Regions from separate parts of the Mus musculus genome. Here all the other regions are linked to region 6. The links are chromatin contacts, called in public HiChIP or PLAC-seq and promoter capture Hi-C maps. All regions are on one chromosome and are shown on one strand. Each heading gives the region's core, a stretch centred on a gene start, on an enhancer-like site or on the middle of the called end of the contact. The rest is flanking DNA. Distances are from core to core; before and after follow the strand shown. Region 1 holds the start of Fbxw2 (F-box and WD-40 domain protein 2). Region 2 holds the start of Rbm18 (RNA binding motif protein 18). Region 3 holds the start of Ttll11 (tubulin tyrosine ligase-like family, member 11). Region 4 holds the start of Phf19 (PHD finger protein 19). Region 5 holds the start of Rabepk (Rab9 effector protein with kelch motifs). Region 6 holds the start of Ggta1 (glycoprotein galactosyltransferase alpha 1, 3).

Region 1 (3,871 bases), core at 529-3,028, 640 kb before region 6:
TCTAACATGGTTCATAGAAGAAGTCAATACTACTGCCCTTACCAACAAAGAGGCTAGGGCCCAAGAGGCAGGGTGGCTCAACCAGAGTTACACAGGAGCAGCAGCTCAGTAGTACCCAATCTCCACCTGCATCTTCTACAGGCAAGGCATTATGGGTGTAAACTCAATGTTTTCCCTCCTTCTAGTCTGCATAACCTATGCAGGTAAGGAATCAAGGCTTCAGGCCTGTGAGATGAAGTGCTTACTGAAAAGCCTGATGACCTGGGTTGGATACCCAAAACCCACGTAAATTTGGGGGGAGAAAACTGACTCCATAAAGCTGTATGCAAAACCACGCACGCACACACTGGCATATACATGCTCCCTCCAACATCCTACATAGACACAGACATATAGACACACTAAAAATCATTTTTTTAAAGAACAAAAAATAAATACTCATTGTTGTTGGGAAGGTTGTCTCCTTGCCTCCCCTTTCACAACCAGTTAAAAGGTAGGCCAGGCGTGGTGATACATGCCTTTAATCCCAGCCCTCGGAGGCAGAAGCAGGCTCTGTGAGTTTGAGGCCAGTCTGGTCTACACAGAGGATTATGTGTACAGAAAAGTATTCTGTGAATATTGAGGAAGCTGATTAAATATTGCTTCAAGAGAGAACTGGAAAGAAAAGGGATGAAGTCCCTTTTAACAAAACATCTTTTTGTATTTAAAACCATGTGACTACACTATTGTAAAGATCTTTTCCTCCTTTTGCTTGTGATATTTAGAAAATTGTTTTTACTGTTCCTTTTTGTTTTGCTTTTTGTTTTATTTTGTTTTTTGAGACAGGCTTTTGCAGTGAAGCCCAGACTGGTCTCACAATTCACAAGACTGGAGTGCTGGGACTGCTGGAGTCCACAACCACCCTTGGCCTAAAAGCCATTAATTTAGAGACTAATCTTTTAAACCTTTGAAAGAATACAAATAATGTTTATAAAACACGGGCTCTGAAATTTCACTTGTTGGGTAACCATGGGCAAATCATTTCTTGTGTTTCAAGCCAAATTTCCTCACTTGTAAACTGTCGCCTGGTACTGTTTTACCTACAAGATTGTTAGGGTTAAACAGCGTTCTGTACAGTATCTGGCACACTATAAGCCTACAATAAATGCCAGTTACTGTTATAATGTAGTACTAATACTGTCATTTCTCCCCTTTTAAAAAGAAGCATCATCTCAAATACACACCTGTTTTCAAGGCATACACACAAGCATGGTGCCTTCCTACACATACTACTACGTTCTGCATTTTATAAACCACCTGTCCACATTTCATCATCTTTAATTAATTAAAGTGCTAGCCTTGGGGCATCAATGTTAACTCGTTTCGCGGCTAGGAAAAACCGAAGCACCAGAAGGCAGGAACTCTTAGCTCTAATTTTCCTGTCTAAAATTAACTCCGAGTCTCTCAGCCCGTTCGTGACTCCCTTGGTCCCCTGCTCCTGGAGCCGTGTTCCGCGCGGCACTGACCTGAGCGAGCGCCCCGGGGCCCGGGACCTCGCGCCGGGCTCACACCGACTAGGCGCGCTCGGGCCGCCAGAGCGTCGCAGCGGCCGGGTCCGCTCCACAGCCATGGCGCCTGCGGGGAAAGGGAGAAAACAGGCCGGGGCGGCGGGTCAGTAACGCCGCGGGCGCTGGGGATTCCTGTCCAGCCCGGCCCGGCCAATCGCAAATACAGACCTGGACCTACGGCCGCTGCTCTGGGTCCGCAGCCTCACAGGGGAGCGGCTTCCGGTGCTGCTGCGTCATCTCCGCGCGCCATTCCGGCGCCCAGCGTCGGGCGGAAGCGGCTCTACTTCCGTCTCTGCCCTCCAAGTACCTGGGAAAGAATGGCCCCGACTGTGGAAAAGGGCCGAACATGTGCTGTACCACCGTCTGCGCTTACACCTTATGATCCTGAGCAAGGTGGACCTCTAGATTTGCACAATGTTTATTTTCCTCATCTACTTTTTTTTTTTAACCAAGTTAGGGTAATATTTCACAGGAGAGAAAGGGCTAAGGCTCCAAATCCACATGTGACGATATTCAAACAGCCCATTGACACCTGGCACCTCCCAAACACGATTCTGACACAGCTGAACAAATCCCTAACTGCGCGAGGTCTATGTCTAGTCGTAGGAGGAAGACAGGACAAATAACAAAGTATACTGCAGGAAGCAAGGACAAAACATGGTAAGGGAGTTGGGTAGGGGCTGGGTTAAGCTCGAATCCCAGGACATACATGCACGCTGTCCAAACGTGGCCACTTAGCCACGGAGACAGCTGTTCTCCGAAGCGCTTGTTACATATCAGCTAACTAGCGTGAAGCCTTTAGTCCCCCCAGATAGAAGTGGTAAGCAAGAAGCTCTATAAATGCTGCTGTGTGAAAGCTTTGCCTGTCTGTTTGATGGGACAAGGTTTTTCTGTAACTCTGGCTGACCGGGACCTCGCTCTGTAGACCAAGCTGGTCTTGAACTCAAAGATCTGCCTGCCTCTCCCAATAGCTTGGGACTAATGAATGGTGTGCGCCATCATTGCCCAGTTTTTGGTTTGTTTGTTTTTGTTTTTCCTATTTAAAGCTTTTGTTTCCCTTGGGTTTTTTTTTTTTTTTTTTTTTTTTTTTTGGGTTTTCGAGACAGGGTTTCTCTGTGTAGCCCTGGCTGTCCTGGAGCTCACTTTGTAGACCAGGTTGGCCTCGAACTCAGAAATCCCCCTGCCTCTGCCTCCCGAGTGCTGGGATTAAAGGCGTGCGCCACCACGCCCGGCTAGGGTTTTTTTTAAGAGTTATTTATTTTATGCGTATGAGTACGCTGTAGTTGTGAGCCTTCATGTGGATGATGGGAATTGAATTTAGGACCTCTGCTCACTCCGGTCAACCCCGCTCCCTATGTGAGACCGGCGCTCGCTCAGTCCCAAAGATTTGTTATTATAAATAAGTACACTGTAGCTGTCTTCAGACGCACCAGAAGAGGGCGTCAGGTCTCATTACAGGCGGTTGTGAGCTACCGTGTGGTTGCTGGGATTTGAACTCAAGACCTTCAGAAGAGCAGTCAGTGCTCTCACCCACTGAGCCATCTCACCTGCCCTGTTTTCCCTTGTTTTACAGCAGCCGCCAGAGCAACAAGGCGAGAAGGGCAAATGCTAGGAGGAAAGGGAGAAGGAGTTAACAGTTCTTATACAAGCCTTGGGTGTCTGGTCTCTTAGATCTAATTAGATCTCTTAGATCTGTAGATCTAATTCCTTAGCCCTTAACGCCTGCTAGTGTTGCAACTCTTGGCCCACAATCCCTGAGAATCTTGGCTTTAAAGACTTGACAACCAAGCTAGAGATAGTGGCCCGGGTGCATACTCCCAGCACTTTAGAGGCAGAGGTAGCATAATCAAGAGCTCAAGGTCTCCTTTCCGGGTTGGGGAGGTGAGCAGGACCCACAGTCTCCCTTCTCAGTTGTTACAAACTTTTCTTCTTCAGCCCTCTCTTGCTTTCTATTTCTTCTGTCCTTCCTCCATTCCTGACCACTCTGAAGCCTCTCTGCTGCTGCTCCAGCTGTCACTTTCTAAGTTTTCCATGCTGACTGATTCTCTTGCTGCCACCATGAGTTTCCCATCTGCCATCAGTAAGCCTTTCTCTGCTGTCTGTGTAACCAGTTCACGGTACTGAGAGTTGGTGGGATCACTGGTGAGACAGGCTTTTTACTAGGCTTAATGTTGCAACAGGAGGGGGAGAGGTGTAGGACACTGTCTCCCAGCCAATCCCAGTCATCTGAGTGACTTGATTGCAACACTCTTGATTACACAGCCAGAGAAGGGACTGAATCAGTCACAATTATGAAAGTTTATGTTTGGGCCAATCTCAGCCTT
Region 2 (4,036 bases), core at 992-3,491, 680 kb after region 6:
AGAGGTACTGTTATGTGGAGAGTCTTAAGTCTTTGAAAGCAGGCTGTGTGACTTAATTATCTAAATTTTATAGGCCTCAATCCCCTCAAATGTAAAATCAGAGGCAACTGTTCTTATTTTACAGGACAGTTGTGAAGATCACATACATCACAAAAATCACTGTATTTAGCAACAGTAAAACAATATATATTAGCTATTGGTCAGGTTTACTGTTTTGTTAATAATGAGATGGTTCTCCTTAGTTATTACAGTTCACCATCTGCTTTCTTTGTGTAACTTTTGCAAAGAGTGAGTGTTAGGAGATGTCTTAGTCAGGGTTTCTATTCCTGCATAAACATCATGACCAAGAAGCAAGACTGGGAGGAAAGCGTTTATTCAGCTTACTCTTCCACACTGCTCTTCATCACCAAGGAAGTCAGGACTGGAACTCAAGCAGGAGCTGATGCAGAGGCCATGGAGGGATGTTACTTACCGGCTTGCTCAGCCTGCTCTCTTATAGAACCAAGACTACCAGCCCAGAGATGGTCCCACCCACAAGGGGATCTCTCCCCTTGATCACTAATTGAGAAAATGCCTTACAGCTGGATCTCATGGAGGCATTTCCTCACCTGAAGCTCCTTTCTCTGTGGGAACTCCAGCTGTGTCAAGTTGACACAAAATAGCCAGGACAGGCTCATACACACAGAGTTAATAAACCTAAAAGATCTGTAAAGATAAATCCTGCTTTCCTAATTAGTTAAGGTTGCTGAGAAGAAAAAAAAGAGTTTATAGATGAAAAATGAAATTTTAATAAATATACAATATGATAAAGGAAAGGTAAAGGGACAGAGACGATAGCTGCCTATACCAGACTTCAGACCTCCCTCCTAGGAAAAAAAAACAAAAAAAACAAAAACCCAAACCCCCAAACCAAAACATGTATCTTCTGTATCTAGAAGTGCCTCAAGCTCTGCCTTGTACGAAATACTCTCCATTCTCGGATATTTTTGAAAAAGAGAACTAAATTTAAAAACGGCAAAATATTGAAGTAATTGACAGATACTGAGACAGGCACTATCATTTAACGACTCTTCAGTTTAGTTCCCTTATGAGGAGAGTACCTCATTAAAGTCTGTAGCTCTGCCAAATTCTACCCCTAATGCCTTCAGAACCATGCTGAGAACTCACCCAACACTGAGAAAGCTGTGTGACTGGGGGTTGCACTACTTCAGACTGAGAATGCTGGATTTGAATGCTAGAACTTCTGATGTTCTCACGTCTAAAAACAACTGTAACACCAAAAAGATACTTAAACATGCCAAAGAGGCCATGTATAAATAGGAAGAGTACAGGACATGGGGCTAGAGAGACTCGACTCAAAATCAACTTTTCCAACTACTGTGCCTTTAGTAACAGTCCCTCCCTTAGGTATCTTCCTCAGGATCTCTGCTCCTGTGTGTGAACACAATGAGTAGTTTACTTTTTGCCTATGTTTCTAAAATAATAAAAGCTCCTATGGCATAGGGCCTTGATCATGGTTCTCTATGCCCAGCATATTGTACACTGCCTGGCTCAGAGTTGGCACTATTTTCAATTCTCTTCTTTCCTGAGATGGAGACAAATTCCTGCATCACGTGGTCATTTTAAATAAGAATATACATGTGACAGCTCAGCTCATGAAATTTTGAGAAACAAACAGTAAAGTCTAATAAGTTAGTATGTGACTATCAAGTCTTTTGGGGGTTGCAAAGGCGACAACTCCTTTGAGTAACATGTTCACAAATGCCAATCTACTCCTCCCGGCTGAGCGGTATCTACTCTAAAAGTCAGGAGGGGACTGGGGTCGCTTATTCTTACACGTTAACCACGGGGTCAGGCCAACAACCACGGCACCCCGATTCCTGGCAGCGAAGTCACTAATGGGATTGTTATTTCCGGCCAGAGACAGGACAATCCGGGGCGGGGCCTAGAAGCCTGCGGGTGAGGATGGTTTTCGCCAAGGCCCCGCGGCCAGGATGGCACTGAGCTTCGGGTACTCACCTGCTAGCCTCAGAGCTGTGCCCTCAGCTCATGCCCCGAAAGCAGCTTCCGACGCTGGGGTCCGAGCGAAGGACCTGAGGTTACCTCTGCCGAAACACCGCTCGCCGCCTGGCCGCCCGTGACGCACTACGCCTGCGCCGCCGCGCTGGCCCGTGACGTCATGACGCCCGCACCTCCGCTGTCCCGCGTGTGTTTCTCTATAGTCCCGGCCGTAGCTGGTGAGTGGCCTTGAGTGTGTGTGGGGGTCGGCTCTCAAGGAGTGGGCGGGATTCGAGCTCTGGTGACACTTTTCTAGGCTCTCGGAGGGACCTCGTAGGGCTAGGATACTATCCGTGACTGGTTCAGCAGAGTTCGGCTGGACCTTAAGGCCGGGGGCGGGACTTCTATGCTCACAAGGGTGGGGCGGGGCCATTGTCACTCAGCCGACATTTAGAGCCTTGCCTGGGAACTTGGTAAATAGTTCCTGATGCTTAAGACGTCACCTGACAGGAATAATGCCTTTTCCAAACAACCCTACACGCGGAGGTGTAATTATTCCCGGTGGTGATGAAGAAACAAAAACTCAAGCGCTGTCTTTACCAAGGTCGCGCGTCTCCCAAGTGATGAAGTTTGAATTCCACCCAGGCCTGAGTCGAATGCCTGGGGCTTTTAAAATCATCATTCTGCTGACCAGTGGGCAAACAGTTGTCATTTCGATGGTGCTTCATCATTCCCGTGACTCTGGCACATTTTACAGATTAAGATCACATACTTAGGAAGCACTAGAAGCAGGACAGTTGCCTAGGCCATCTCAAAGTTTGGTGCTTTTTTTTTTTTTTTTCCTTCTCATTCCTGTGTTTTTATTAACTCACACACAACTACTTGTCTTCTGGATTGTTGAAGCAGTAAGGCAGGCAACACTCACCACAGTAATGTCTGTCAAGGTAACTAGCCATGAACACTCTAGCCCCATGTTGATCAGGAGGACATTTTCATCCACTTTATAGTATTTCAGCACAGCCAACTTAACCTTCTTATTCTTATTCTTCTTGGCAGTGCTATAACCCTTTATCCTTTTCTCAGGACCACCATGAAGTCTCAGCACACCTTTTGAATGTTACAGTCAAAGTATGGCCATCTTTCAGCTGCTTGCCAGCAAAGATCAGCCTCTGCTGAGAGAAGGAATTCCTTCCTTATCCTGGATCTTGGCCTTAACATTTTCTATAGTGTCCGAGGATTCAACCTTTACTGAGACCTTCCATAAGGGTCTTCGTCTCTTCCTCTTGTAAGGTCTGCATGCTCGGGGTGGTTTCACCACAGATGGTGGATCGGATCCACAGTGCTTTCTCTTTTGACCACATTCCATTGAAATTCCCAGAATCTTAGAGAACCCATAGTTGGAAAGCCAGGAAACTTGATTTGATTCCTTCAGTGAATGGCCGAGGATACAAAACCAAATTAGGAGAAATTATTTGCTATAGTTCTCATCTGGGGTAGAGCTGTGATCCATGCTCTTTGAATGTAAGTGGTTGTGAATTCCAAAGTTGCATGTGATAGGGTTGATGAGGCGGGTACATTGGAATCCAGGTGTCCTAGTCTTTACGTGAAGTCTTTGTCCACTATTCCTCCTTTGGCGTGTGCCAAGGACATTTGGATGTTGTATTGAGTCAGGTATTCCAAATACCTTTCTTTACATGGTACTGAGTTTGTAAAGAAGCACACCATGTTCCAAGCAGAGAACTGGAAATCCAGGGGATAACGGAAGCAGTGTTGAGAAATAGAACCCAGGACCAGCCATCAGAGGTGTAGATTCCAACTCTGGTGCCAGCATTTTGACATTTGGCAAGGATTTAATCTTTGTGGAAGTCCATTATCATACTTAGCACATTTGTATGATGTCTTTATTTTTGTACTATACTAAGTACAGGGTACAGTAATAGACAAGTAGGTTAGTAGGTAGATTCGTGTACTAGAGCTGTTGTGAAGTGCCAGCAGTCATATGGAGATATTTAGATAAGGATCAAGTAATTATACATAT
Region 3 (3,815 bases), core at 586-3,085, 520 kb after region 6:
GGCTGAGCTGAGAACACAGGCACTTGCTAGCCAGCTTGAGTTCTTAGCTACTTTCTATCCCTGGACTCTCTTCAGTAGGTCAGCAGCATTGACAAGTCTACGTGTACCTTCCTGGCCCGCCTATCTTTGGGTGGCTCTGACAAGTCCAAGTTTACCTTCCTGGCCTGCCTATCTTTGGGCTGGACATGGGACTTTATCTACAGTTTAGACACTGTAGAACCGAGTCTCACCAATCTTCATCCAGTTTCCAAGGTGTGAAAATCAAGACTGAGAGGGCTCTGACACCTGGGATTGCCAGACCCCACCTCCACCACCCCACCTGATTCTTGGTTTCTCTCCAAACCAAACTCTTCCACTGGGACATCAACATTCTGACCATAGTGGACCTGTGGCCATCTCTCCCCAGTCTCCAACTTCATTAAACCACTTGTACCACACTTAGCACAAAGTTCAGAGCCTGAGCCCTCATGCTCTCTGCGCACGGAATCTTTAGTGGACCAATGGTTTCTATGCTGTAAATAAAGTCAGCTGGCTTTATTTACTCAGCCAATGAAAATAGAAACCTCTCGGATTCGTTGGTGCTTTTGTCCCACCCCGTCCCTTAAAAGGTCTGAAATGAATTCAAGGGTGATTCATCTGCTCACACATGCTTTCACCCCCACTTACTGTCACCTGCTACATCCCCCAATCAGTGTCTGCGGTGGTGGTGATGGTGGTGGTGGTAAAAGATCGTGATGAAAGTAGGTTGTCATTTGCTGAAACCTTGTGCAAGCACTAGGCACTATGCTCCAAACCGGAACGAACCGGCTTCCCTTTACCGAGGTAAACGGGACCAAAAGAAGAAAAGTAGCTTGCTCAAGGTCGCACAGCTAAGTTGAAGAGTGTAGTGAGGCGCTGGCGAGCACAAACCTGGCCCAAGAGTGGCACTCTAAGCATGAAAGTTTACTAAACTTTAAATATCACTGAAATGCAGAAAGTGAAAGGTGGCCCCTGGCCCCGGGGCCAACAGAGGAGAAGACAGGACGGATAAACCAGGATCTACAGCTTGACGAGGCCAGGGCTGCAGACATAAGAAAAGCTGTAGGGGAGCAGAGCAGAGACGGGCTGACCTGACCTGGGAAGTGGCTCCGGGGGCCAGGCCTCGGGACGACCCCCCTGTGCCCACGCGCCGGGCCGGCGGGCCTCACCTCCTTCCACCTGAGCTGGCGAAGACTGATCTTGAGCGCGTCCAGGGAGGTGCGGGCCTTGGAGCTGTCCACGGTGACCGGCCGCATCGAGCCTGCGCTCCGCCGGTAGACCCGGCTCCGGCTCCGGCCCCGTGCCTTCACGAGCTGGCTCAGGGCCCGCGCCGCCGGCCTCGGCTGGGCCAGGGGCAGCGCTGGTGGCAGCCGCCGGACGACGCGGGCCTCTCCTTCCTCGGGCGCGTGGCGTCGCGTCGGGGTCGGGATCCGGCCCACGTCCTTGGGCTGCTCCTCCAGCTCCAGGCGCTCTGGATCCCCGGCCGCGCCAGCGTCCACGCCCTGCTGCTTCTCAGTCTCCGCCGGTAGCGACTCGGTCGCCGCTGCTGTCGCCGCCGCCGCCGCCGCCGCGTCCGCCTCCCACTCAGCCTCCGGCTTCTTCTCCGGGCTGCTGCGCCGCATGACGCTCAGGGCCGGTGCCGGCGCCACAGCCACCGCCGCCGCCGCTGCTCCGCCGTCCCGGCCCGCGACCAAACTGCCGCCGCCGTCGCCGCCGCCGCCGCCGCCACGCGCTCCCCGCCCGAGCCCGTTGCCATGATCTCTCAGGCCCCGGTTGACAGGGATAGTCGCCGCCTCGGGACGGGGCCCCGCAAGGGACAATCGCCTGCCGGGCCCGGCGACCTCACAAGCGAGCGCGTCCACGTGACCAGGCCTGTCACAGAGGTGGCGATAGCCATCTTGGAAGAGGGCAGCTTGTCACACATGCAGAGTTTCTGAGCACTCAGGGACTGGCTAGGAATGATTTATAGTGGGGCTGAGGGTAAAAGAGGTTGCGCTCCTGTCTCGCTCCCGAGCTTGGAAAGGGAAGGACTTGGGAAGAGCGGCATCTTCCTCAAACACGAGACTTAGTTTCCCCAGTCCTACTACATTCATCGACTCCTTTTCTGTGAGCCTCAGACTGAGGCTGGAGGCCACCTTTGTCGGTTTTCAGGTCTCTCCCATGAGATGGAGAAGCCCTTCAGATTCCTAGACTTGTAGAGGGCAACACTTTTTATTACAATAAAAACATATAACAAAACGTACTAATTATTTTTAAATTTATTATGTGTGTGGTGTGTATAATTTTGCCTACATGTATGTATGTGTACTATGCATGTTCCTGGTGGAGAAGGAGGCCAGAAGAGAGCATCAGATTCCCTGATGTGACCTGCTGCGTGGTTCCAGGAAATGAATGGCAGATGAGCCTTCATCTCCAGCCCTCATTTAATCTATTTTTAATTCACTCTTCAGTGGCATTCAGTGCATTCATACTGTGGTGCAAACCATCTCTACCATTCATCTTCAGAACTTTTCATATTGAAAGCATACCCATAAACTAACTCCTGGGATTCCCACCCCACAGCCCTGGTCACCACAAGTCTATTTCCCCCTTGAATCTAACTACTGGGGTACCTCTTGTTTTTATCTTATTTGGCTTCACAAGGTTTTTGTTTTTGTTTTTCATCATAGTGGGTGTCAGAATTTTACTCCATCATAAAGCTTACAAATATTCTATGTGTGCGTGCACAATTATTCTTCCATAGACCTTTCTGCGGACTTTTTGGTTATTTTAATCCCTTGACTCTTGTGACTAATAGTGCCATTAACATTCATGTACAAGTATTTCTTTGAGCCCCTCCTTTCAGTTTTTCATGGCTGCCATACTTTGTTGTTGTTAAGATGGTCTCTTTAGCAGGCCTGGCTGTCCTGAAACTCACTATATAGACCACTTGGTATCAAACTCACAAAGTTCTGCCTGCCTCTGCCTCCTGAGTGATGAACTCCTATACCCAACTAAGGTAGGCATAAAAATGTAGAGTTGATCTAGAAGAGGGTCCTCTCCTGCCTGAGGGAGCCACATTTGGGTTAACTTGAAAGTTTCAGAAAATGGGGTTAGAAAGTCGTAACAGCAGCCTGGACTGACCAGTGGCCGTGGTTGCACTTCAGTGAGTTCTGCCACATTTAGTTTTAAGGGTCCTGGGGGAAAATGGCCCCTCCTGCATTTCTCCAAAAGTCTTGTTTCCTTGGCCGGGAATTTCAGTGTGTGAACAAGCTGCCTCGAGGCCCACCCAGGTGTGGAGGCGTCAAGAACCTGTAGGTGCTTGAGGTGCTTACCCTGTGGCCCAGAACATCTGGTTGAGCCTGTGGGTGTGACTGGTTGGGGGTGGGCGGGATTGTTAAAGTTGCCCCGTTGATTCTAAGGCCCCAATATCAAGAACCAGAGACTTGCCTGAGGCCTTCGGAGAGTTCTGGAGCTGTCCGTGGGGCCTTCCCTGCCCAGCCATTCACTCTCCCTCAGGAATTAGTTCAGGGTTATGCTTTCAGTAAGGAAAGTTCTGGAGATGAATAGTAGGACACCCCAAATCCTGTCCCACCTGATGTCTCTCATTCATTAATGCTTAAAATTATCATACCCCACCTCCCTCCTCTCTTAATCCATCCCTACAGTTGTGACTTTTACATTGAGATAGCATTTCTCTTGCCTTCCCTGTCACCGTTGTGTCAGGTCAGCCTCTGCCTTTTCTCCGAGCTGCTGCAGCAGCCTCCCAATGAGTACCATCTGTCTCCATTACACTCCTGTCCATTCATACCGCAGCT
Region 4 (4,116 bases), core at 966-3,465, 550 kb before region 6:
TTCCAGAGTCCCTGGTTCCAGAGCTTGAGTCTCCATTAGCTTCTGCTGACATCGGAGAAGAAAGAACAATGTTTATCTTGCCACCTGCTCCTGAAATTCTGTAAGGCTCTCAAATGCATTTATTGACAGGACAACTCTGGGAGGGAGACATTATTATCTCATTCTAGGGATAGGGAAACAGGAGACGCAAGGAGAAGTGGCCGATGACCCAGAGGCAGGGCCATGGCTCACAAGGAGTCAAGGTGGCTCTATACCATACCTAGCTGCTTCTAAGAGAGTGAATCTTCCCACTGTGCCTGGCGCAAAGGACCCATGGATCTGAACCCCACTACGAGTCCAGGAGGCTGAGGCTTTGTCCCATATGTGGGCCAGTTCTGAGGATGCAAGCACTTAAGATGTTATGTTTCCCCTAAAATGTGTTCAGAGAAAGGCCCACCTAGTACTGAAAACTTTTGAGGTGGCATGGGAACCGTGTGACATAGCTACATGCCCTCCTTTTGTAATTCCCCTTTCTATTCTCAATTAACTGATGACTTCATGGGAACCAGTCTGGGGCATTTAAACCTGTCTGAAGCACATCTGCCCACAGCAGCTAAGCCATTCCCATTGCACCTAACACATCTGGCTCTCCCCCATCTCATTGAAGTGCTGCCTTTCGCTTCCCTGCCACAGTGGCTCCTGGTGCAGTGGCCTGAGAATCTCCAAATCTCCACCCTAGAATGGTTGGAGCATCCTGCCCAATTCCCCAGCGTATTCTGCTTCCAACTCTGTCTCAGTTTTCTTCATCAATTATTTCATTCATCTTTTCCAAGCCTATTTTCCTGAGCCTGTCGCTTGCTACTACTGGCTGGCACCTGGTACGGGGAGTCTCAGGACACCCAGCTTCCCTCCAGGAATCTTCCAGAAGGTTTGTGGCTTCCCAAACCTTCAGGAGTGGCCAGCATTATTGCTTTCTCCCCTCCGGGGGGCTCACCTGGCATCACATTCCTCCACATACATACACTCTAAGGTCAAACACAGCTTGCCGTGTGTGGGGATGGTGGGGGCGCTCCTGCTCAGGGTCTCTCCCTCTGCCTAGGTGTTGGGCACCTGGTGCCCTGCCAGCCCACAAGAAGACAGCTCTGGGTGTGTTTCCATGTGAGTGCCTCTTCAGAGAAGGTTAGTCTGGCAATGTGCTAGTCCTATACGTAAAACTAAATACACGTGGACATATGAGGGGCCTGGGGCGGCAGGGCATAGTCAGGGTCTTGGGTCTCCCGATGATGGGAGTAAAGCTCCTCTTGCCTTCTCTCCCTCCTGTCTTTTATTCCAGGGCAGAGGCACAAGCACCAGGTGTGGGCTGTAGTCAGAACTTTTGCCCTCTTCCCTGGCACTTGGCTCTTTGGGAGCTGGGAGGTCCCTGCTTGCTTGGGCCTGGAGTACCGCAGGGCCGGCCGGCCTCAGCAGGTTCACAAACTGACATTTCCTCCCCCACTGAGCTTTTGGGGGCAAGCCGGGTCGCTGCGCCCCCGAGGCCGTGCTGGGCCCCCGGGTGGTGGCCCCCCCATCCCGCCTCCATCCTCCTGGAGAGGGCCCCCGAGGGCTGTGATTGGCTGATTCAAACCCATCGGCACAGAAATGCTTGTTTGCGGGTTCCCGTCGGAGTCCAGTTCAAATCCGCGGCACTGGGCGCGCGGGGCCGGGCGGGGGCAGGAAGCGCGCATGATTCATGCGCCGAGGCCTCTCCAGGGCGGCCGTTGGCTTTTTAAAAGGGTGTTCAGGGGGGAGGATAGCTTGCAGAAAGTGTCCCCTTCAGCTTCAGGCACTCCTTTCCTCAGTTGCTCTAATTGCAAACTTTCTCCCGCTCCCAGCCGATCGTGCCTTACTTTGGACGTGAGCAAAATCCCAAATGTCCTGCCTATCCTCCTCTCCATAGCTTTAAATGGAAAAGAAAAGGCACACGGCCACAAACGGAGACCTGTCACCCACACCCTGGCCAGCGTTGGGATTGTGGCTGGGACTCCCGCTGCCCTGAGGGTACCGCTCGGGCTCCATCTCTATCCCCATCCCACAAGCGCGCAGCCTCCAGCCCCCGCCCGGGGATCCTAGGGCTCAATCTAGGTTTCTAGGAGAGGGGTCGTGTGCAGGGATTAAAGCGTGAAACGCGGACACTCCCGGGGCGCCCGCAGCGCGGGACTTACCGCGAGGCAGCGCGTCAGCCGGTCCCACTTGGAGTCTGGCCACCAGGCACATCGGCGGCGGCGGTGCGCTCGGCCCAGGGCTGCCTGGCCGAGTGTCCGCCCCTGGGGCCGGGGTAGGGGTCTCGGCGGGGGCGGGGCGGGGCGGGGGCGCCGCGGGGAGGAGGGGACGCGGGGAGGGAGGGGCCGGTGAGCTCAGGAAGGGGCCCCCCGGGCGCGGGGCGCCATCTTTTTCGCGTTTTCCCGCGAATTATTGACGTCCCCGCTTATGTAATTAGCAGGGGCCGCACCGGCTTTGCCATTGGAGCCCGCGGCTGGCGGGGCCCCGCAGCGTCTCCCGGGGCCGCCCCCGCGCAGCGAGTCCAGCGGGCACACGCGGAAACACAGCTGTACAGAACCACGGCTGGGCGAGCGTACGCACACCACACGCACACAGCTACTACACCCAGACCCTTCACGACCCGGGTTGGTCTCCCAGCACCTTGATCTTACAGAACCAACATTCCACACTACTCCTTGGAGACCAGGAAAAGCCTAAGAGAATCAGACACAGGACACACACCACATATATATGTGTGCCATAAGTCACAACACTCAAATGACACTGCCCTCAGCATAGACTCCCGCGAAACCACGTGCAAGGCATACACAAGTCAGCAACATAGAGCCCCGACACAGTGACCACAAGACCCACTCGAGTATGCCAGTCACGCACTGTAGAGTTAACAGTGTAAAAGAGATAGTCACACAGACCATGTGCACAAACACGGCAAATATGAAAAGGGCAAGCTTAAGACAGATCTTGTGGATAGGGCTCCAATCAGATAAGATCTCCCTCCAGGAGAAAAAAACCAGAGTGTCCTGAACCAGACGCACTCTTGGCGCCAGAGCTTGAGATAGTGTCGGTCAACACCCCCTACCTGCATCCCTGCTTTCAATCTGGACTGCCCACTGCACCTGCTCGAATGGCTCCCTGCAGACACACCCTGCTGGGATGAGTGCATTCCTGGTGTGCTCTTTCCTCCTAGAGCCTTCCCTGTTCATTTTTCAGGGTTCACATTGGCCCTCTGCTCCCTGGGGTGTGGGCAGTCTGGCCTGCAGCTCCTGTCTGCCCCCTCAGTTTGAGATACAGGAGTCCTCTTCCACATGCCCACATTCCCCTTTACTTCTGGGTCTTACTGCTCCTCCTGAGGATTTGACCCACAGCAGAATCTGGCTGAGCCTGGAAAGGAAGTTGGTAGCAGCCCCACCAGACAGGCTCTTCCAGCCCAGGAAGGCATAGCTGCACACCACTTTCTGCAGAGATAACCCTTCTCTGTACAGGAAGCTCTGTCATGAGCCTCTAGGCTGGCCAGAGGCACCTTTAGGATTCCAGGGACAGAGACAACAGAGCAAGCCTGGCTTTGTAACTCACAGGCTGGCGCCACCTATTCCTGGATGTGAGATTGAGTGTGTCACTTTAGTTGTCCAGCTGTTGGGAAGGTTAGAGGCACTGTATGCAAAGTCCCTGTCACCCCATGGGTGGGCAGAAGGTAAATACCGTGCTTTGTCTAGTCTGTATTCATCCACTGTTCTCTTGTGTAGGGCTACAACTGGCTTTGGGCACAAAGGCAAGTAAGAGAAATGGGGCCTGCAATCTGGTGAGGCAGCCAGTACAGGGGTAACACTTTTATATAAAAAAGGTCTTTAGCATGGAATTAGGGAATTGTTGCTATGAGGCCAGTTCTGCCTCTGAGCAGGGGGATTGTGGGTAAGCTAGCCCCCAAGGTTTATTTATATACCCCGTCCTATCTGTTCCAAAGCGGGGGCAACACTACTCTGCCTCACGGGGCCGTGGCCTAGAGAGAGGTTAACATAGGCTCAAGAAGGAGCAGGTGCTTTGGTAAACTCCAAAGCAGTGTGTGAAGTGAGAAGGTGTTGACATACTAAAGACAGGAGA
Region 5 (3,747 bases), core at 240-2,739, 660 kb before region 6:
AGTTCTAGGACATCTAGGGCTAACCCTGCCTCACCTTGGCCCTAGCATGCCATAGAAACCAAGTTTTCTGGTCTCTATCTTTTTGCTGTTATTTTCGGACAGGATCTCACTCTGTGGCTTTTTGGGGCCTTGCCTGCAATACTGGGCTTTCTGTTGCTCCTCTGACTTTCATAACTTGCACTGCCTCACCCAGTGGGAATTTAATAAAATTAACAAGCATTCTGTGGTAATTACTGCCGCCCCTATCTTTCCTTCCTGTAAATTTTCACACTGCTAGTGGATATTTAAAGCCAGTTTCAAGGAGTTGGCATGGCTCTGTGGTAGAGTGTCTGTTTAGCATGGGCAAAGCTCTGGGTTCAAGTCCCAGAAAATTTCAAAGGTTATTTAAAGAGATTACCCCTTTCCAGTCTCTCAAGTTACTGCTCCTGCCTCAGGGATTAGCAATATACATCACATACACCCTCGGCAGGAAGGCTTAATCAGGACTTGGGTTTAGACCACAATATATATGACTGTATCCATTTAACCACCATATTACAGGAGTCATTCTGAACGTAATTATCTTTTCTTTTAAACTCATTACTCATTTAGAGACACGGTCTTATGTACCTTAGGCTAGCCCCCACTCATTATGTAGCCAAGGATGACCCTGAACTTCTGCTTCTCTTGCTGCCACCTCCCAAAAGCTGGAATTACAGGCAAACACCACCATACCTTTTTATGCCTTCTGGAGATCAAACCCAGGGCTAAGTTCTCGATAGGCAGGCAGTCTACCAATTGAACTACACCCTTACATCCCTGAATGTAACTATCTATTTAAAAGTCTGTAATCGGCCAGGCATGGTGGTGCACTACATGGCACTAGAGAGGCTTGAGGCAGCAGAGGCCAGCTTGAGCTACACAGTGAGACTTGTCTCAAAATAAAAGTAACAGAAAAGTATCGAAACTAGATTCCAAAATGTTAGCATGTCCGGCCTTCTGATTCATTCCGATAACTTACCAATGGACCTGCAGAGTGTAGAAGTGAAGGACAAACGAATGAAGAAAGGGAATTAAAGGAGAGTTGGGCCGATGAGGCCCACAAGCGGGCTAGGCTAATGACCACAGGGTCAGCCCAGAGCTTAGAGGGGCCGGCGTGGCGGGGACTCTCCTAGCCACCTCCTTTGCGTCCCCTCTGCCGGCCACATCTCCGCGCGAAAGAAGTCGGGGTCAGGGAGAAATGGCTGCCAGCTTTCCCCAAAACTGACCGGCCGGAGACCATGGGTACTACCCCTCCCACCCAGTTCAAGCCTACTGCCTTAAGAGACCTCCAGCCCAGCACCTATTACCTGCCGCAGCCCCCGCATGTCCTGGACGTGGCTCCACCCATGGGGCGGAGCTTAGGAGCCCGTCCTCTTCCCCAGTCCCGGAAGCGCGTCCAGGCCAACCGCTCTACGCCTCCGGGTCTCCGGGACTACGCGCCAAACTTAGTCAGGGCCTCCCGGAACTCTGCGTACTGGTTGGCATCCGGTCCATAACTCCAATTTCGGGTCCCGACGGAGTTTGTTACAGCAGTCCTTAGTAGTGACTTCTGAAGGGGAAGGATGGGTTGGAACTCACGTAAGCCAGGCTGACCTTGAATTCTGCTTCAGGCTCCCGAGTGAGATTTCCTGCATGCCATAGGATGCTAGGTTTTGCCTGTGCAGGTTTGAGGTTGGTTCAAACTGTGGATCCTAAAGCGGGTTATTTCCATAATCGCTGTTTGTGGTTACAGCACGTTCCAGACCACAGGCCCTGGGCTTTCCGGGAGCTCACAGGCTGAGCAGAGAGATTAAACACGAAGGACAACTAGGAGGTCCTATTGTAAACGCTGAAGAATAAAAAGTTCATTGACACTGTATGTTCTTGGGGAAAGTTATTAATACTTTTGGTGTCTTCTCTCAGCGACACACAAATTTTAAGATTTCCATAGAGGTTGTAGTCGGGAATTTTTATGGAGGCCCAGAGCTGGTCCTTTGTAAAAGCCGTGATTATTTTTATCTAGACACAAACTACCTCTGTTGACAGCTTCATCTGCATCCTCTCTGATCTATGTCCTAGCTATAGGTGCCCCGTGACTTTCCTAAAACAAAGATAGCTCGCCTATGTGCCTATGTGTGAACAGAGTACCATACTCTGAGCTCACTAACTTCCCTCAGAACTCAAGACAGCCTAGAAACAGAAGTAGTGTGTCTTTAGTGGGAGAGGGAAGACAGACTGGCTTCAAACAAGCTCCCGCACTAAATGGGAAATGTCTGACGAGTCTGCTCCTCTCTGAACCCTAGTTTACTCATAGATAGAATGGGAATAGCAATATCGGAACACAGCTGTCTAGAGAATTTACTAGTGCAAGTAAAAGAAAAACTTGGGTTTTAATTTTGAGACAGGGTCTCATGCAGTCCAGGCTTGCCTCCCATCTCACTGTATACCTGAGGATGGTCTTGAACTCCTGATTCTGCTGCCTCCACCATACAAATGCTGTGATTTACAGAAAAGATTTACAATGCTCCCACTCCAATTTATTTATTTAGTTACTTGAAAATATAACCAAAATTCATGGACAAAGTAAAATTGGGCTACAGCTCTCTTCACAACTTTGCCATTATATTTCCAATACCTGAGTCTTTGTGATTGCCTGTAATTATCAGAAAGCTCCCATAGACTGCCAAAGAATTTAGAGGTATGCACTCACTCTGCTTTCTTTTTTTTTTTTTTTTAAGATTTATTTATTATATGTAAGTACACTGTAGCTGTCTTCAGGCACACCAGAAGAGGGTGTCAGATCTCATTACGGGTGGTTGTGAGCCACCATATGGTTGCTGGGATTTGAACTTGGGACCTTCGGAAGAGCAGTCAGTGCTCTTACCCGCTGAGCCGTCTCGCCAGCCCCTCACTCTGCTTTCCTTCTGGAGAGAATCAGGGCTAGGTTGGCTCTGCCATGTGCCCAACATATATTTAGACAGCGAGTCCTTCTCAGAGCTCCAGAATGTGCCTTGGGCCTTTTGGTTTGGATTACACCAAGAAGCCATGCTGGAAGGGTATATTATCAAGAAAAAATGGACTATCAGATGGTTTACATTGTAGAAACCAATTCATTTAGACTAGAAATCACATTCTAAGTTCTTGGAGGGATGTTTGAATTCTGTTTTTAAAAATGAGAGTCAAGGGGCTAAAAAGATGACTCAAACAAACCAACCAAGACAAATTCTTTTGTTTTGTTCTTCTTTTTTTTTTCTTTAAGATTTATTTATTTTACGTATATGAATACACTGTTGCTATACTCGGACACACCAGAAGAGGGCATCAGACCCCATTACAGATGGTTGTGAACCACCATGTGGTTGCTGGGGATTGAACTCAGGACCTCTAGAAGAGCAGCAGTCAGTGCTCTTAACCGCTGAGCCATCTCTCCAGCCCCTCTTTGGTTTTTTTCGAAACAGGATTTCTCTGTGTAACCCTGGCTGTCCTGGAAATCACTCTGTAGACCAGGCTGGCCTTGAACTCAGAAATCTGTCTGCCTCTGCCTCCCAAGTGCTGGTATTAAAGGCGTGAGCCACCACCGACCGGCCACTTACTCCAACTTTAACTGAAGATACCGACAGGGTGCTTTACAGGGTGGGAGAGCCAGGGAATTCTCAGTTACTCATTTTGTGGTCTTCCCTAGAAAAAGCCTCATCTAGTTTTTCGAAGGTGAAGTCTGTTGCAAGAGTAGAAGAGCTTTTCACTAAA
Region 6 (3,886 bases), core at 97-2,596:
TTCCCCCCAGAGTCATGCCATCTGTTCCTTAGTCGTTTTCTTGCCATGGTGGGAGATGCTGAATAGAAAGTGAGCAACCAGGTTGTGGTGGCATACGCCTTTAATCCCAGCACTTGGGAGGCAGAGGCAGGGGAATTTCTGAGTTCGAGGCCAGCCTGGTCTGCAGAATGAGTTCCAGGACAGCCAGGGCTACACAGAGAAACCCTGTCTCAAAACAAAACAAAACAAAACAAAACAAAACAAAACCACACACTCCAAACAAACAAACAGGAAGCACACAAGCCTTAGAGGCTGGCTGGAGTGCATTCCAACCTCAGATTCAATCCAAACCCTGAGCACCCATAAACCAGTGACTTGGCTTCTCCCAACTTTGATTTCCTTCTCTATAAATCCAGCCAACAGTGCCAAGCTTATCCTGTTAGGCTGGGGAACCTAAGAGACCCATGTACACTAAAAGTTTCACCAAGACCCAGAAGTGCACAGGGAATAAAACCCATGGTCAGCCCCTGGCTCAGAAGTGTCAGAAACCGGGCAAATGGCTGCTCAGAGTCAGTATGGCCAGTGCAAGGCGGCCTTTCCTGCTCTGTGACTGAGAAAGCTTCCGGTAAAGTTTAGCCACAGGGGGCCATTGACAGTAATCAATTGATCTCCCGCCTTCTGATCTCAGGCATTCCACTGAAAACTGACCCTAATCACAGGGAATGGGGACAGGAGGCCTCCCCAAAACATCCTCTTGGGGCGTTCCTAACACAGAAAGTAGAAATAAAAGAATCGGTTCTATGTAGTAAGATCACAGGAGCAGGAGCCAGGGTCTCCAGGTACCCCTCCTAGGCCATTTGGGGCCTGCGCCAATACTCAAAGTCCCTGGAACCAGGTAATCCCAAGTGAAGTGTTCAGCCCTGCATTTAGTCACCAGACACCTGTTACTTGCAAAAGATAGCTTGGACCCGCACGCGGCTCCCATCAGGAAGAAGCAACTACTCCCAAAAATAACTGTAAGGAAGCACTATCAAAAGGCAGAGACTCCCGTAGTCCTGATGCCCCAATCCCTGGACAACCCGAGCCATGGCGAGCCCCCTCGCCTTTGCCTACCCAGAGCCTGAGAGCGCGAGGTCTTCAGCAGAATCGGTACTTCTCATTCCAAGAAGAGTCTACAAGGGAAGGTGTCAGCCAGCTAAGAAAAGGCAGGGCTAGGGCTCCACCCAGAATCTCCAGCCTCCTAAGACACACCTATCTACCTCCGGGCGAATGAAAGAGGCAGTCAGATCTGTTCTGGGGCCGATAGTGGCCCAGACAAGCAAAACTACAAAAATAAGAGTCCCTGGGGTCCTTCCTGAGGGAGGAGCTAGTGGCGTTGACATCCCCGCCCTCCTAGCCTCTTCCTGGCCCCCGCAGCAAGGAGGACAGCACTCTCTCCAGTCTCTGTTCTCTCTCCTCCGCGCCCCCCCCCCACAACATTATTTCCCGCTTTGCTGTTTCTTGGATGATTTTCAAGAGTTTGTGCAATCGCATATGTATGAAAATGCCATAATGAAACACAGTACTTTGCATGCAAAATAAATATAAAATAATAAAACGTTTGTGTGTGTGTTTTGTTGAGAGGTTCCCCTGCCATCTTCAAACACTTGATGGTGTCTCCTTGCAGTGGGAACGAGGTGGTTTGAAAAGTTGTGACGAGATTACCTCCCATCACCCAACACAGCAAAGTTAGTGCCTGAGACTTTGCCCAGGCTTGATTTTGGCTTGGTCCTTCCTTCACTGTTAGGAGTCTGTCTGTCTCTCAAATTCGAGTGTCTCTCACTTTGCCCCTACCTGCACCCCTTTTCCATCTTGTCCATAAGAAGAGCCAACCCGCCCTGTCCTAACTACAGTAGGAAAAGACACCTCCTGCTTTCTACACTCACTGGTTAGTACCGGTGGTCCCAGGATCTGATCTGCCCTACTCGCCCTGCCCTGCCCTGCCCTGCCCTGTGCTGCCCTGTGCTGCCCTGAATATCAGCTATTCGGATAGCGAGGGAAGGTGGCGGGAGACCCCAGTAAGCAAACAGATGCAGCGACACTGTTCAGGGTGGGACAGAGCCTAGAGTTCAGAAGTGGATACAGAGGAAATGATCGAGTGACCAGGACAAAAGCAAGGACCGAGGTAGGGCTGGGCCGGAATAGCGGCGCTCCCGCTCGCCCACACCTCCTCCCCACTGAAGCCCTCGCGTGGCTTCAGTGTCAGACGCCCGGCGGGACCCACCTGATCCGCAAAAGCAGGCCGGGTGTGTGTTGTCTGCTGCGCTGGAGACGGGACCACGCGGGCGGGCGGGCGGGCGGGCGGCGCCCTGCGCTGTAGGAGACCCGGCCGCTGCTCTGTCCGGGTGTGTCGGGTGGGGTGCGCGCCTCTGGCCCCTGCAGAGCTCGGCGGCCTAGGGCGCAGGCAAGTGGCGTGCGCCGACCCGAGGAGTGGGAGCCTAGAGAGTCCACTCCCACCCCCACCCCCAACACAACGTCCGGCGTGATGCACGTGTGATGCATCGGGTGTCCCTCACTTTACCCCAACCTGCACCTCTTTCCCATCTGTGGGAGGAGTGATGTTTCATCTCCACTCAGGCAGAAAAAAGCCTGAAACCAGCAAAAAAAAAAAAAAAAGAAAAGAAAAAGAAAAAGAAAAGAAATCGCTCACGGCCGCCTGTGTCTTCTGACCTGCCCATGGTGATAGGGGCTGCAGAGGAGGAACTACGGGTGTGTGTGTGGGGGGGGGGGGGTGTTACTGGGTGATGGGGTGGGGAACCGACACCCTATGCAATGAGGAAAGGTCTCATGGACACTGGCTTGGCTTACAGCCAGACACCTGGGAGCCTGGAAGGTCTTTCCACACTGGGTGTTTCTCTGGGAAGAAAGGAGAAAGGCCACGGGCTACAGGCTAAGGACTGCCCATGGATGCTTACTAGGCTAGGTCTCCCAGTCCTGAGCTCTGGGGTGAAAACTGGCCAAGAGGCATCTAGAGCATAGCTTGCTTGTGGCCTTCGAGCCTTGGGTGTCCTCTGATCGGGTTATACAGAGCCACTGCGACCTTCTGTAATTATTTAGAAAGGAACCCAAAATAATCGTGGCAGAGTTTATACCTCTATGCCCAACAAGCACATCTGCCCTCATCTGGTTTGCTCCACCCTCAGGCTCAATTGGATCTGTTTCATCCCCAGATAAAAGGGTATAATTTTGCTTTTGTTAAAATATCCACCATTGGTTATAGTTTTAAAAAAAATAAGATTTTTAAAGTTTTTGTTTGTTTTATGAGTGTTTTGCATGCAAGTATGTGTATGTATATATACAACGTGTGTGCTTGGGTGTCCCACAAGTTCAAAGGAAACTACTCGGAAACCCAAGATCTGGAATTCAAGATGGTTCGAGTCACCTTGTGGGCGTGGGAACAGAACCTAGGTCCTCTTTGTAAGCCCCAGAAGGCTCATGAGTAGCTAGGCCCCTCCCCTGAGGACCTCCTTACGCCAACACTCAGGTTCCGCCCACAGACCACTCTCACTTCCCTAATGGTTGGTCAGACTCAGCTCGCTGCCCCTCCTCGTTCCCTCCCCGCCCCTCTCAGCCCCCCACCCCCACCCGCGGCCAGCCATCAAAGTAAAAAGCCCAAACTCTATGGAAAGCTCCGCCCCAAGGAAAGCTGTGACAACACTGTTTTCATCTACTGTCTCTGCTGCTTCTCCCCCACAAGCCGAGGCAGCCACCACCTTCCTGGGTTCTTGTGCCGGGCCAGAGCAGAGTTATAACACTTGCAGCGGGGAAACACTCTCCCCACCCTGGAGGAGCTGTAACACTAGCTAACACTATTCCGGTCAGAGCTGTAACACCATTCTACAAGAGCAACAGGTGCGCTTTAACAGTG

Evidence for each region. Promoter capture Hi-C pulls out the DNA fragments that hold promoters and counts their contacts. HiChIP or PLAC-seq counts read pairs in DNA pulled down with a chosen protein or histone mark.
Region 1: a promoter capture Hi-C map of cranial neural crest shows a contact between it and region 6. The contact joins the promoter of Fbxw2 here to the promoter of Ggta1 in region 6. A contact is called at or near these places in 1 of 39 promoter capture datasets (cranial neural crest) and 1 of 115 datasets of contacts at active chromatin or transcription factors (embryonic stem cells).
Region 2: a contact with region 6 is called in a FOXA1 HiChIP or PLAC-seq map of pancreatic cancer cells. The contact joins the promoter of Rbm18 here to the promoter of Ggta1 in region 6. A contact is called at or near these places in 1 of 39 promoter capture datasets (cranial neural crest) and 2 of 115 datasets of contacts at active chromatin or transcription factors (memory CD8 T cells and pancreatic cancer cells).
Region 3: a promoter capture Hi-C map of pre-B cells shows a contact between it and region 6, with 4 times the contacts expected there. The contact joins the promoter of Ttll11 here to the promoter of Ggta1 in region 6. A contact is called at or near these places in 3 of 39 promoter capture datasets (cranial neural crest, liver and pre-B cells) and 3 of 115 datasets of contacts at active chromatin or transcription factors (bone marrow-derived macrophages, epiblast stem cells and memory CD8 T cells).
Region 4: a promoter capture Hi-C map of embryonic stem cells shows a contact between it and region 6. The contact joins the promoter of Phf19 here to the promoter of Ggta1 in region 6. A contact is called at or near these places in 2 of 39 promoter capture datasets (embryonic stem cells and pre-B cells), 1 of 484 Hi-C or Micro-C datasets (embryonic stem cells) and 1 of 9 other capture datasets (liver).
Region 5: a contact with region 6 is called in a FOXA1 HiChIP or PLAC-seq map of pancreatic cancer cells. The contact joins the promoter of Rabepk here to the promoter of Ggta1 in region 6. A contact is called at or near these places in 2 of 115 datasets of contacts at active chromatin or transcription factors (bone marrow-derived macrophages and pancreatic cancer cells) and 1 of 9 other capture datasets (adipose tissue).

The regions. Positions count from the first base shown.
Region 1 is chr2:34,824,457-34,828,327 of GRCm38.p6, forward strand. It overlaps Fbxw2 (F-box and WD-40 domain protein 2), which reads right to left and starts at 1,779. Exons shown (of 8, transcript NM_013890.4): 1 at 1,716-1,779; 2 at 1,506-1,614. It also overlaps a transcript of Gm34653 not described here.
Region 2 is chr2:36,134,463-36,138,498 of GRCm38.p6, forward strand. Rbm18 (RNA binding motif protein 18) reads right to left here and starts at 2,242. Exons shown (of 6, transcript NM_026434.4): 1 at 2,020-2,242. Mrrf (mitochondrial ribosome recycling factor) reads left to right here and starts at 1,936. Exons shown (of 7, transcript NM_026422.2): 1 at 1,936-2,237.
Region 3 is chr2:35,977,985-35,981,799 of GRCm38.p6, forward strand. It overlaps Ttll11 (tubulin tyrosine ligase-like family, member 11), which reads right to left and starts at 1,836. Exons shown (of 10, transcript NM_029774.3): 1 at 1,188-1,836. The coding sequence starts at 1,640.
Region 4 is chr2:34,911,761-34,915,876 of GRCm38.p6, forward strand. It overlaps Phf19 (PHD finger protein 19), which reads right to left and starts at 2,216. Exons shown (of 15, transcript NM_028716.4): 1 at 2,181-2,216; 2 at 1-42. The coding sequence starts at 36.
Region 5 is chr2:34,798,423-34,802,169 of GRCm38.p6, forward strand. It overlaps Rabepk (Rab9 effector protein with kelch motifs), which reads right to left and starts at 1,490. Exons shown (of 8, transcript NM_145522.4): 1 at 1,329-1,490. The coding sequence starts at 1,346.
Region 6 is chr2:35,460,103-35,463,988 of GRCm38.p6, forward strand. Ggta1 (glycoprotein galactosyltransferase alpha 1, 3) reads right to left here and starts at 1,347. Exons shown (of 8, transcript NM_001145821.2): 1 at 1,093-1,347.